Regions from separate parts of the Hordeum vulgare genome. Here regions 1 and 3 are each linked to region 2. A link is a contact called in public Hi-C data. All regions are on one chromosome and are shown on one strand. Each heading gives the region's core, a stretch centred on a gene start, on an enhancer-like site or on the middle of the called end of the contact. The rest is flanking DNA. Distances are from core to core; before and after follow the strand shown.

Region 1 (3,864 bases), core at 737-3,236, 980 kb before region 2:
TACACGTTTTTAAATGAAGTACTGTAACTTGATTATGTTCAATGCTGATCCCACTCTTGTTATTTTTCTCAGGTTCTATTAAGGTTTTGGAAGAGTGTAATCTGCAGCCTGGAGATTTCGCCAAGTACTAAATCAGATTCAGGCCGACGATACTGTCTGAACATATCGACTGATTAACAGCATTCCGCTGAAAAAGTTTACATGACTGTGCGAAGGGAAGCTGGCATACAGGATTACAGGTGTGCTGTCAAATACTACAAGTTGTGTACAATGTACGCCTCTGAACTTTTGGTGCATTGACCCCGAATCACATGCCATGGTTGAGTCGACATTTAATTTGAGCATTTAACATTATGTGCACAAGGAGGTCGGCAGGACTCGGATCAGTACAGAATGTAAATAGTGAGGGTTGTTAGTACAGTACAATACAGTAGCTCCGGAAGCTCTCTTTTACAAAGTATAGTAAAAAAATGTTATTATTTCCGTGGACCATGCTCAAATGCCAAACTGGAACGCGGCATGCATGTGTGAGTTCCTCAGTAGGCTGCAGGCCTGCACCAGCACCAGCACCAGCACCATGTGATGAAGTGATGATCATGCACCGGTGGTGGAGGACTTTTTGTTTAGAAATGACATGAATATGATGCTTATCGTTGACAATGAGAAGAAGAACACGTAAAGAAATTGACACTATGTCATCATCACTACCGGGAATAGCTAAAAGCTAAAAGTGGAGGTGATGAAGCTTGCCTGTTTGCAGTAGTAGTAGTTGGGATAGTGCAAACCTTCTCAGGTAGATGCCTCCTTTCTTCTTCTTGCTAGCGGATAGATTCCTCTGGCCCTGCGTTGATGCCATAGGCATTTAAGTACAAGAACGCACCACCTACCACGTATACATTCCATTTAAGCTGCGCATCTGCAGCAAACTCAACTCAAGAGGAGCGTGTCACCGATTACACGTGATCCATTGAATGGCCCCCTGCCCTCCCTGCACTGCATCTAATAGCTGAATGCAGAGGACAAGGAGAGGAGAAACTTGGGGCAGCAAAAGGGAGGAAGAAAAAAGATGAATCATCATCATCATTGCCACGGCTCACAGTGAAGGGGTACATTCATTTCAACGAGTAGGGACTAGTATTTTTTTTTTCAAACTTTTCCTCTCTTTCATTCATTCGACGGGAGTATCTCTTTCATTGCTGGCCGTGTCCGCATCCTTCCGGCCACCCAAAAGAATCCTAACATGGTATCGAAATGGAACAACCTACATCAATAATAATAAATTCCCCCCAAAAACAAAGAGCCAAAAAAGTGTCTCTGACGCGTGGGCCCGGAAGAGCGGAGGAGGAGGAGGGAGGGAGCAAAGCATTGCTCCAGGCAGCTCCACCACGCACGCGACGACGCGAGTTCCCGGAAAGGCTCCTACGACCGCGAGTCAACGCTCTCCGCTGCTGCTGCTGCTGCCCCTTCCTCGGAGGTGGAGGCGGTCGCCGAGGCCGCGGCGGCGGCCGATCGGGCGGTGGGCCGGGGCCTGCGGCGGCCGGGGGAGGCGGTGGCGACGCGGCGGAGCGCGCCGCCGGCCGTCCAGTAGCGGCGGCAGGCGCGGCAGAGGTGACGCGGCTGCCGCACGTTGTAGTTGTTGAAGTAGCAGAACTTGGTCTCCCTGCTCCCGCACCTCGGGCATGGCAGCGGCTCGCCGCCCCCGACCGTGGCCTGCTGCGTCGTCGACGGAGCAGGAGGAGGAGGAGGCGGGGGCGAGGGCGTTGGCGTTGGCGTTGGCGCTGTGCTCTCTCCCGTGGAGATGGAGATGGAGACGGAGGCGGCGCGGTGGGCCTCGGGCTGGATGACCTGGCCGAAGAGCTTGAAGCCGGAGGCGTCGGCGTTGGTGGTGGTGGCGTGGGTGGGGAGGTTCGCCATGGAGGCAGGGGAGGGAGGTGGTGGTGTGTAAGAAAGTGCCCCCCTATATAGAGGAGGAGGCGGCGGTGGTCAATCCCCCCCCCCCCCCCCCTCGCTTTTCACTCATGCTTGCTTTGCTTAATAAACCTGACTTCTTTGTGTGACATGGGTGATGGCCGGCCCCATCTCTTTCCCCTTCTGGATATTTTCACCTTTTTTGTTTTATTATTATTTATTTATTTAATACTCATAAATATAGTACTACTGTGAAGCAATTTAATCTTGGACGGGCGGATATGAATGGAGTCATGGGCCATGCATGGTGAGTGATGCGTGCATTCATTTCAGCGCACACACGCGTAAAAGAATTCCATGGGAAGTGTGGCATCATGTGACGCCCTGGATTTGGCCCGAGCCTGTTCAAAGTACTTTACCAATGAGTGCAACTTTCCACGCTTTTATCGCATTCCAATCGTGTTGACTTCCGTGATCCATCTATATATATTCCTCTTGTCGTTTGACTTTTCAAACTTCTTGCGGTGATCCGCTCATGAGTGGAACGGACTCAACCGATGAAGCACTGTGAAGCAACAACAGGGGAGGGAGGGGAGCGTATTTGCCGCCCGTCGTTGACCCAGATTCTCTTTTGTTTTGCGCGTGACGTTTCCGTGCCCTGCAAAGCAAAGCAAAGCAAAAAAAGGTACTAGTAGGAGTAGAAGATTTGTGCTGGGCCAATACGTGTGCGGCGCCCGGATACGGGGCATCTCCCCCGACCCCGAGCGTGACGAGGACACAAGAATTATATGGCCGCGCCCATCGGTCTCACCTCTCTCTAATCGAAATGGCAAATGTCCGTGGCAACCCGCACGTCAGGATCTTGGACTACTACTACATAGTACAGTATACTCCCACAAGGTTAGGCACGACGACCGAAGATATAGCCAGCGATGTCACCGTCTACCGATATACACGGGCGGGCCCGTCGTATGTACACAAAGATTGAACGAAATCCAGCAGATAAAAAGGTTGAGGTGACGCGTCGGGTCCGTCGAACTGATTAGGTTCGGCAGGGCTTGATTTTTTCCGCCGGGCCTGTTTTGCCCAGTCGATCAGCCGGAAATCCGTTACCGGTACCTTCAAGGCAAAACGAAACGTGTACTGGTACTCCTGTGCGTGACCGTGCGTGCTTGCATGTCTTGCTACCATTGCAGCACAACGATCTGATAATAATTCTCCTAGAGAGGAACCGATAACGATTGGAGAGCTTTTTTTGTTGGTAGGTTACTTTTCGTATGGGCTTTCTTGCCAAATGTGCCTACATAAAGATACCGCAGTGTTTTTGGTTGTCAAGTCAACTCGCCAAGGTTGGCTTGCTTGCTACTCCCCCGGGGGTAGAAAAGTTTACCCTGGCCGACATCATCAAACCATTTTGCTAATGGTAATGAAAAGCGAGAGCTTGTCCTTTGTCTGACGTTGCACTCCAACTGAGTTGAAGCACGTACGTCTCACAAGAAACTGGGCTTTGATCCAGTTTTTATTTAGAGGATAAAAACTGAAACAAATCGTTTTCTTACGCAAGTATTGTATACGTATATAAAAGGAATAGATCGTTGTTTGGCTAAGAATCGATCAGTCAGTATTACACTCGCTTTTAAATATGCTGCCGTCCCGGTATAGAAATGAGCCCCCAGTATGTGTACATAGTGTACTGTAAAAGTAGTATACGTGCGTTGATTTGATTTAATTTGTTATAACTAAGGTCCTGTTTGGAACCATCCAGATTATATAATCTGGTTTTATAATCTATTATATTTCCAAACAGAACAGTTTATATTGTAGATTTTATAAACTAGATGACCAGATTATTATAATCTCATAATCTGCTCTACCCAGCTAAAATAAGATTATGGATTACAAATGACGTGTTACCCTTGTAAACTTTAAGAGAATTGCGCAGTACCACCGCCACCT
Region 2 (3,845 bases), core at 329-2,828:
TCGTTCAAATTGTTATCTTGAGCGAAGTAATTATTGTCGTCGATGCGTTTTCAACAAACGCTTTATGATTCATACATGGAATCCCACGTGCGTGAGAACGTTTGTTCAAAAGTCGCAAAAAACAAACAAAAAGTCATGCGTATAACTTTTAACATTTGGAAACGTTATAGAGTAAGTTTCACTTTTTCCCACCTAGTTTCATGTTTATGGCAACAATTACCTTATTTAGCAGTTTTTCATAGTTCCACCCAATTTAAACAAACTTGTGCCATTGATTACCCTCCTAAATGAATTACCGCCTTCCTTTTAGCTCTCAAAGGCCAAATGGGCAAAATTAATATGCATATTATATGCAATACCACTTGTAACTCAGTCAAAAATAAATAAATGCATCGAATAGGTGTTCATTTTGCAGTACAAGCACAAGACGAGTAAGGCATCCTAGCTGGTTTTTTTTTCATCTTGTCTCTTCAATGGATCCAGCTATGTTAGGACGTGACCAATGCATAGCTTCACAATGATGTCACACATGCTATGTAGGATCTGATGTTAGAAGAAATAGGTTTCAACGACAGACTGGTGCTTGGAAGAAAAGTGTGATTCGATGTAAGAAAGTTGATAAAGTTGAATTAAAGAGCCGAAATGCATGTGCAATGAAGTGTCTATTTTTTGTTCTTTGACGTGACCCATTAGTGATAACTTGCATTTGAAATGAAAAAAATCAATATACATATACCTCAATTTTTTATGAGGATGAGTATCCATATGCTACCATTTGTATATGCACTTATGGGGGACAGCTTTGGGTGACCCACTTTCCCTTAGTTAACCACGATGTATTGATGCTAGACAGCAGAGATGTGTAATGATGCATCCACGATCAAGTAGTAGTGTAGTACCACAGCTGTTGCTAGCGTCCTCGTGTCTGTCTCGTTTGTACCGGGCGAGAAATGACATCATCGGTTCAATCAATATCCAGCAAAGGAAGGAGAAACGTACTTAGATGGGAAGAAACTTTTTTTTTTTTAAGTTCGTGCAAAGAAACCATTGAAGTCGTGACCAAAAAGACACGCGCACACGGCACGGCACACGGCGACGGAGATTAAAAACGGGAGGTCAGTAATCCATTTGGAAGATTCCTCGGCCCGAATCAATCAACGCGAAATCTTACCCCTCTCTCCGGTCCGTCCACTTCGCCGGCGCGCCCCTATCATTTCCGGGTAATCACGCCCCGGCACCGTCCCACCTTCCCTCACCCCCCGTCCCGCACGCGGCCGGCTCGCACGCGCCCGCACCGTTTGGTTTCAGTTCCTCCGCCTTCCCCTCCCGCACGCCAGGGTCGCACGCAGGATTTTCAATTTTTCAAACCACTCCCAGAACTCCCCATCCACCACGCACGCCCAGATCTAACCCTAAACCCAAATGCCGCTATGACCACGCCCCGCGCCACCGCCCCGCGCCGCGTGGGGTCGGCCGCCGCCGCGGCCGGCGGCGAGCCCTACAACATCCTGCCCATCCACGACCTCCTCGCCGAGCACCCGTCGCTGCGCTTCCCCGAGGTGCGGGCCGCGGCGGCGGCGCTCCGGGCCGTGGGGGGCCTCCGCCCGCCGCCCTACTCGCAGTGGCGCGCCGACCAGGACCTCATGGACTGGCTCGGCGCCTTCTTCGGCTTCCAGCGGGACAACGTGCGCAACCAGCGCGAGCACCTGGTGCTCCTGCTGGCCAACGCGCAGATGCGCCTCTCCTCAGCCGACTTCTCCGACACCCTCGAGCCCCGCATCGCGCGCTCCCTCCGCCGCAAGCTCCTCCGCAACTACACCTCCTGGTGCGGCTTCCTCGGCCGCCGCCCCAACGTCTACGTCCCCGACGCCGACCCCCGCGCAGATTTGCTCTTCGCGGGCCTCCACCTCCTCGTATGGGGCGAGGCCGCCAACCTCCGCTTCATGCCAGAGTGCATCTGCTACATCTACCACCACATGGCCCTCGAGCTGCACCGGATCCTCGAGGGGTACATCGACACCACCACGGGCCAGCCCGCCAACCCCGCCGTGCACGGCGAGAACGCCTTCCTCGCCCGCGTCGTCACGCCCATCTACGCCGTCATCCGCTCCGAGGTCGAGTCCAGCCGCAACGGCACCGCTCCCCATGCCGCCTGGCGGAATTACGACGACATCAACGAGTACTTCTGGCGCCGTGATGTCTTCGACCGCCTCGGCTGGCCCATGGAACAGTCCCGCCAATTCTTCCGGACGCCGCCCGACCGCGGCCGTGTGCGCAAGACGGGCTTCGTCGAGGTCCGCTCCTTCTGGAACATTTACCGGAGCTTCGACAGGCTGTGGGTCATGCTGGTGCTCTACTTGCAGGCCGCAGCAATTGTTGCCTGGGATGGTGAGACTTGGCCGTGGCAGAATCTCACGGGAAACCACCGTGAAGCCCAGGTGCGTCTGCTCACCGTCTTCATCACCTGGGCGGCACTACGCTTCCTGCAGTCGCTGCTGGACATCGGCACACAGTTACGCCGTGCCTTCAGGGATGGACGCATGCTTGCAGTGCGCATGGTGCTCAAGGCCATTGTGGCAGCTGCGTGGGTTGTTGTATTTGCTGTGATGTACAAGGGAATCTGGAGCCAGAGGGACAGTGACCGTGGCTGGTCGCGGGGGACCGATTCTCGAATCATGAAGTTCTTGTATGCAGCAGCAGCGTTTCTGATCCCCGAGGTCCTTGCCATCGTGCTCTTTATTATTCCTTGGGTGCGGAATGCATTGGAGAAGACAAATTGGAAGATCTGCTATGCCCTCACCTGGTGGTTTCAGAGCCGCAGCTTCGTTGGCCGTGGGCTTCGTGAGGGCACCTTGGACAATGTGAAATATTCTATTTTCTGGGTGCTTCTGCTTGCTGTGAAGTTTGCCTTCAGCTATTTCCTCCAGATCAGGCCACTTGTAAAACCTACAAAAGAGATATACAGGCTGAGTAAGGTCACATATGCTTGGCATGAGTTCTTTGGGCAGAGCAACAGATTTGCTGTGTTTATATTGTGGTTGCCGGTAGTTTTGATCTACCTCATGGATATCCAGATCTGGTATGCAATCTTCTCTTCCATGGCCGGTGCATTTGTGGGGCTGTTTGCACACTTGGGGGAGATCCGGGACATGAAACAACTGAGGCTCCGGTTCCAGTTCTTTGCAAGTGCCATGTCATTCAACATCATGCCAGAGGAGCAGCATGTGAATGAGCGCACTTTCTTGCCCAACCGGCTTCGGAATTTCTGGCAGCGACTGCAGCTACGGTATGGGTTCAGTCGATCGTTCCGTAAGATCGAGTCAAATCAGGTAGAGGCACGGAGGTTTGCACTTATTTGGAATGAGATTATCACCAAGTTCCGGGAGGAGGATATTGTAAGTGATCTTGAAGTAGAGCTCCTTGAGCTACCACCTGAGCTGTGGAATGTGCGCGTGATCCGGTGGCCGTGCTTCTTGCTTTGTAATGAGCTATCACTGGCACTTGGGCAGGCAAAGGAGGTCCAAGGACCTGATCGCAGGCTCTGGAAGAAAATCTGCAAGAATGATTATCGTCGTTGTGCGGTCATTGAGGTGTATGATAGTACCAAATACATGCTGCTACAGATCATTAAGGAAAGGACCGAGGAACATGGCATTGTGACGCAATTGTTTCGTGAGTTTGATGAATCAATGAATTTGGATAAGTTCACTGTGGAGTATAAGATGTCTGTGCTGCAAAACGTCCATGCAAAGCTTGTAGCACTACTAAGCCTACTTCTCAAGCCCAACAAGGATATCACAAAGATTGTCAATGCTCTTCAGACTCTCTATGATGTTGTGATTCGT
Region 3 (3,457 bases), core at 839-3,338, 560 kb before region 2:
TGTATGATATTGTGCTCTCTAATTTTCTCCTTGTTACTTTCATTGCAAAAAACTTTCTTGTGCTCAGATTCTAGCCTTTTGGTTTCAGAATGGTTACCACCAACGGCGGAGCTATGTAGTGTCCTGGGGGGGCTGTGCCCCCCCCCCCCCCCCCCCCCAACATTGAACCAATTTGTGAAGAAAAAAAATATGTGAGGGTTTAGATGAGATTGTTTTAGCTTTTGGCTCCCCCAAACCCTTGTATTTTACGTTTCGCCCCCTCATCCATTTTTGTCTAGCTCCGCCACTGGTTACCACGCTTGCCTCGCTAACATTGTACCATTTTTATTGGAGTAAATTGCACTGATTACCAGGTATTGTGTCATAAGTTGCACTCTGGACCGCGGGTAGGGGGTAATCTTGCACCTTAGACCAGGTCGTGTAGATTTAGGGGAAAAAAAACTAATGGTTAACTGGTTTGACGCTTACGTTTCAGCCTGCGACACTGCAGTCACCCGCCACGCAGTAGGAGCACACATAGTACTCTTAGAAAGGAAAAAAAAACTCCGGCACCTCTCTGGTGTGGGCGAGGAGGCACGGGGCAAGGAGAATGATTGATGATGGCTCAGAGACAGTGGGACTAAAAGATTGAGACGTGCATGCATTTTCTATTTTTGCAACAGAAATGCTAATCTAGCTGTACTCTGGTTCATTACTACTTGCAGTTACAAAATACAACTGCTAATAGCCTCAAAAGTTCACAAAATACAGACAACAAGACAGAAAGTTAAGTGCTGAAATTCATGAGAGTAGGATAGAAAATACTATTACATCAATATCACTTGTTGGTAGATAAAGCCCTGTTCTGAAAGATCCAAAGACTTCCACCTGCCAAGCGGAGTCAACAACTAACAAAATGATGTGGCTATCATCGTAAAAAAAAACATAAAGGAGAGACAGAGATAGAGAGAGAGTTACGATGCCTTGCAATGAGGCCATATATGCTTGACAACATCGGAGACTGCTTTCACAGCAGCTGTCCGTGAAGATTGCTCTTCGGCAGAAGGTGAGATAAAATCACAGAAGTCAAGAATCTCTGTAACAGATAGGCATTACTTCATTATCTCATCGGGAAAATGTTGCAGTAGAACCATATAAGTTTGTAAGATCCCAAGTTTTTAGTTTGTAACGATCCCATGTTATCCTAATTAAGCTCACAAACCCAAAGGTCAAATCAAATGTGAATAGCGAACCTAAATCAACTAATTAATATTGCTGTTTGCCAGAATCTTCTCCTATCCCTTTCTCAATCAAACACATGTAGGCCACTATATGATTAGTTTTGACGAGCATTTGTACTTGTTTTAGATGTAACTATATGTGCATTTGTCAAAGTGTGCAGAAAATGAGACAATATTTTGCTAGTTCATCATTGTACAAACTGCAACTACGATGTCACACGTTCTAGCTTGCCAAAACGAAAATTCTCTTTTTTTCCTCATCACACACAAAAGTATAGTACTAGGTTCTTAGCAGTAGCAATGCCATAAGTGCAAAACCTTTGTGTAGCTGCAGCATGGGGCTCCTGAACAACCTCCCTCCTCGGAACCACGCGCGCTCCGACCCCTGCGCGGGCTGCTCCGTTCGGGCGAGGGCGCTCGAGGGCGTCGCCATCGCGGCAGGCCGCGCCGCCACCGACGACGGGGAGGCCGGCTCGGCCCTGACGCCCGCCGAGACGTCAAGAGAGAAGAAATCGGCGGCCGGGATGTCGACAAGGGGGTCCCCAGCAGCCGTGATCTCGTTGCGGAAGACGGCATACGTCGCGGTCGCGTCCTCCTCCGCGGCGGCGGTGGCGGCAGGGTAGGAGGACGGCCGGGGCTCGGGCGCGTCGAGGTCCTCCTCTAGAGAGAAGCCCAGGGTGAGACCAGGGAGTGCGTCGTAGACGCAGGCCTGGGCGCTCGCTTCGGGGGCCTCCATGACGGCGGCGCCGGCTGCTGTGGCGGCGCCGGCCGCTTGGGTCGGCGTGTGGGGCGGATGAGCTCTTTTGCCCTTGCACCGCCGGGTAGGCTCCGCGGCTTTCGCTTTGCGAGGCATTGGTCGGGTTGATCGGATGGGCCTTGGTTCCACAGAATGAGACGCGGCCCGGAGAAATTCGCTGTTTTATAAGCGTCCGCGGATGTCGGAGAGTTGTAGACTTCCACGATTTTGGCGGCCCGCGAAGCACCCATACAAAGCGGCGAGGTTCTCCCTTTTCTCTCTCCGAAAAGTACGTTACATCTTTACTAGCAAAAGGACCCATGCGTTGTAACGGGAGAAAAAAATATCACACGCTCTTAATTTATAAAAAATAGTCTATAATCTGAGAATTTACAGTTACGACACAAACAAAGATGGTCTTATCCTACAAAAATGCAGTTCAAAATTTCACAGGTCTTCTATTTTAACACGGCTTGCATGATTTAATACGTACAAAAAATCAGTCAAGTGACCTTCAGTTTTTCATCTTCAATCCTGATTTTGTTGACGTGTTCATCCCCAACCCGGATGAGTACCGGTATGAAAGAAAGACGAATAATGAGTTATTTATTAAGATTGCACCCTAGATAGTATTTTTATTGAACGTTTAACAGATAAAATAATATCATATTTAAATCCTACATATTTTTCTAATTAAATTCCATATATAATATGTTAAATTTGGAGTTACGGTTTAAAAGATATGAGTATTTTAAAAAACATTTAATATATACTACGAGTTTAATATCATAAATAGCAAGGGCTTTTTTGTAAAAATCACCTCGATGGGTTTTCCGACGGAAGCGATAGCCTCTTTATTATTAGGTAAAGATTACTGGTAAAAATATCCATGCTTTGCAACTGGAGAAAATAATTCTTTCACATTTGTTGGTCTATGCTTTGCCATGGGAGAATACTCACATATGTGATGCTATCAAGATTCGTCTTAATCAAAAACTTAATTATCTACTTCCTTTGTTTTTAAATATAAGTCTTTTTAAAAAAATTATTAGGGGACCATATACGAAGAAAAAGAGTGAATCTATACTCTAAAATATATTTGTATGTAATTTTATAGTGAAACTTCTAAAAAATTATATTTAACAACAGAGGGAGTATTTATTAAAGTATCATACATGCACAATACTTTTTTTAGAAAACGGCATGCACAATACATGCATTTGTCTACATAAAAAGATGTGTAGTTGAATGGCCATGCGTTGTTATGGAGAAAAAAATCAACTAATTGCAAATTTTTCATTTCCTAATTAAACCTAGGCACCTTGACCACCTTTGACGGTCATGTCACCCAAGTAATGTAAATCTACTTTAGTCACATCCAATGCAAGAGAAAAGTCCCTCGTTAAGAAAACTATAGATCAAAGGTACTTTGGGACGCTAGTTTGGGAACAGGTATTCCCATACTTAACCATCTAAACGTGTGCATAGCCTCCTAAATATT

The links. A called contact is a pair of places that touch in the nucleus more often than the background predicts.
Region 1: a Hi-C map of leaf shows a contact between it and region 2, with 5 times the contacts expected there. The contact joins the promoter of LOC123444082 here to the promoter of LOC123444075 in region 2. A contact is called at or near these places in 2 of 6 Hi-C or Micro-C datasets (leaf and seedling).
Region 3: a Hi-C map of seedling shows a contact between it and region 2, with 7 times the contacts expected there. The contact joins the promoter of LOC123444076 here to the promoter of LOC123444075 in region 2. A contact is called at or near these places in 4 of 6 Hi-C or Micro-C datasets (leaf and seedling) and 1 of 1 datasets of contacts at active chromatin or transcription factors (embryo).

The regions. Positions count from the first base shown.
Region 1 is chr3H:425,214,725-425,218,588 of MorexV3_pseudomolecules_assembly, reverse strand. LOC123444082 (dof zinc finger protein DOF1.5-like) reads right to left here and starts at 1,986. Exons shown (of 1, transcript XM_045120694.1): 1 at 1,063-1,986. The coding sequence starts at 1,914. The coding sequence ends at 1,420. LOC123444081 (protein CONSERVED ONLY IN THE GREEN LINEAGE 160, chloroplastic-like) reads left to right here. Exons shown (of 10, transcript XM_045120693.1): 10 at 73-483.
Region 2 is chr3H:424,232,037-424,235,881 of MorexV3_pseudomolecules_assembly, reverse strand. It overlaps LOC123444075 (callose synthase 12-like), which reads left to right and starts at 1,578. Exons shown (of 4, transcript XM_045120683.1): 1 at 1,578-3,845. The coding sequence starts at 1,644.
Region 3 is chr3H:424,792,199-424,795,655 of MorexV3_pseudomolecules_assembly, reverse strand. LOC123444076 (terminal nucleotidyltransferase 4B) reads right to left here and starts at 2,088. Exons shown (of 13, transcript XM_045120684.1): 1 at 1,539-2,088; 2 at 963-1,075; 3 at 811-867. The coding sequence starts at 2,073.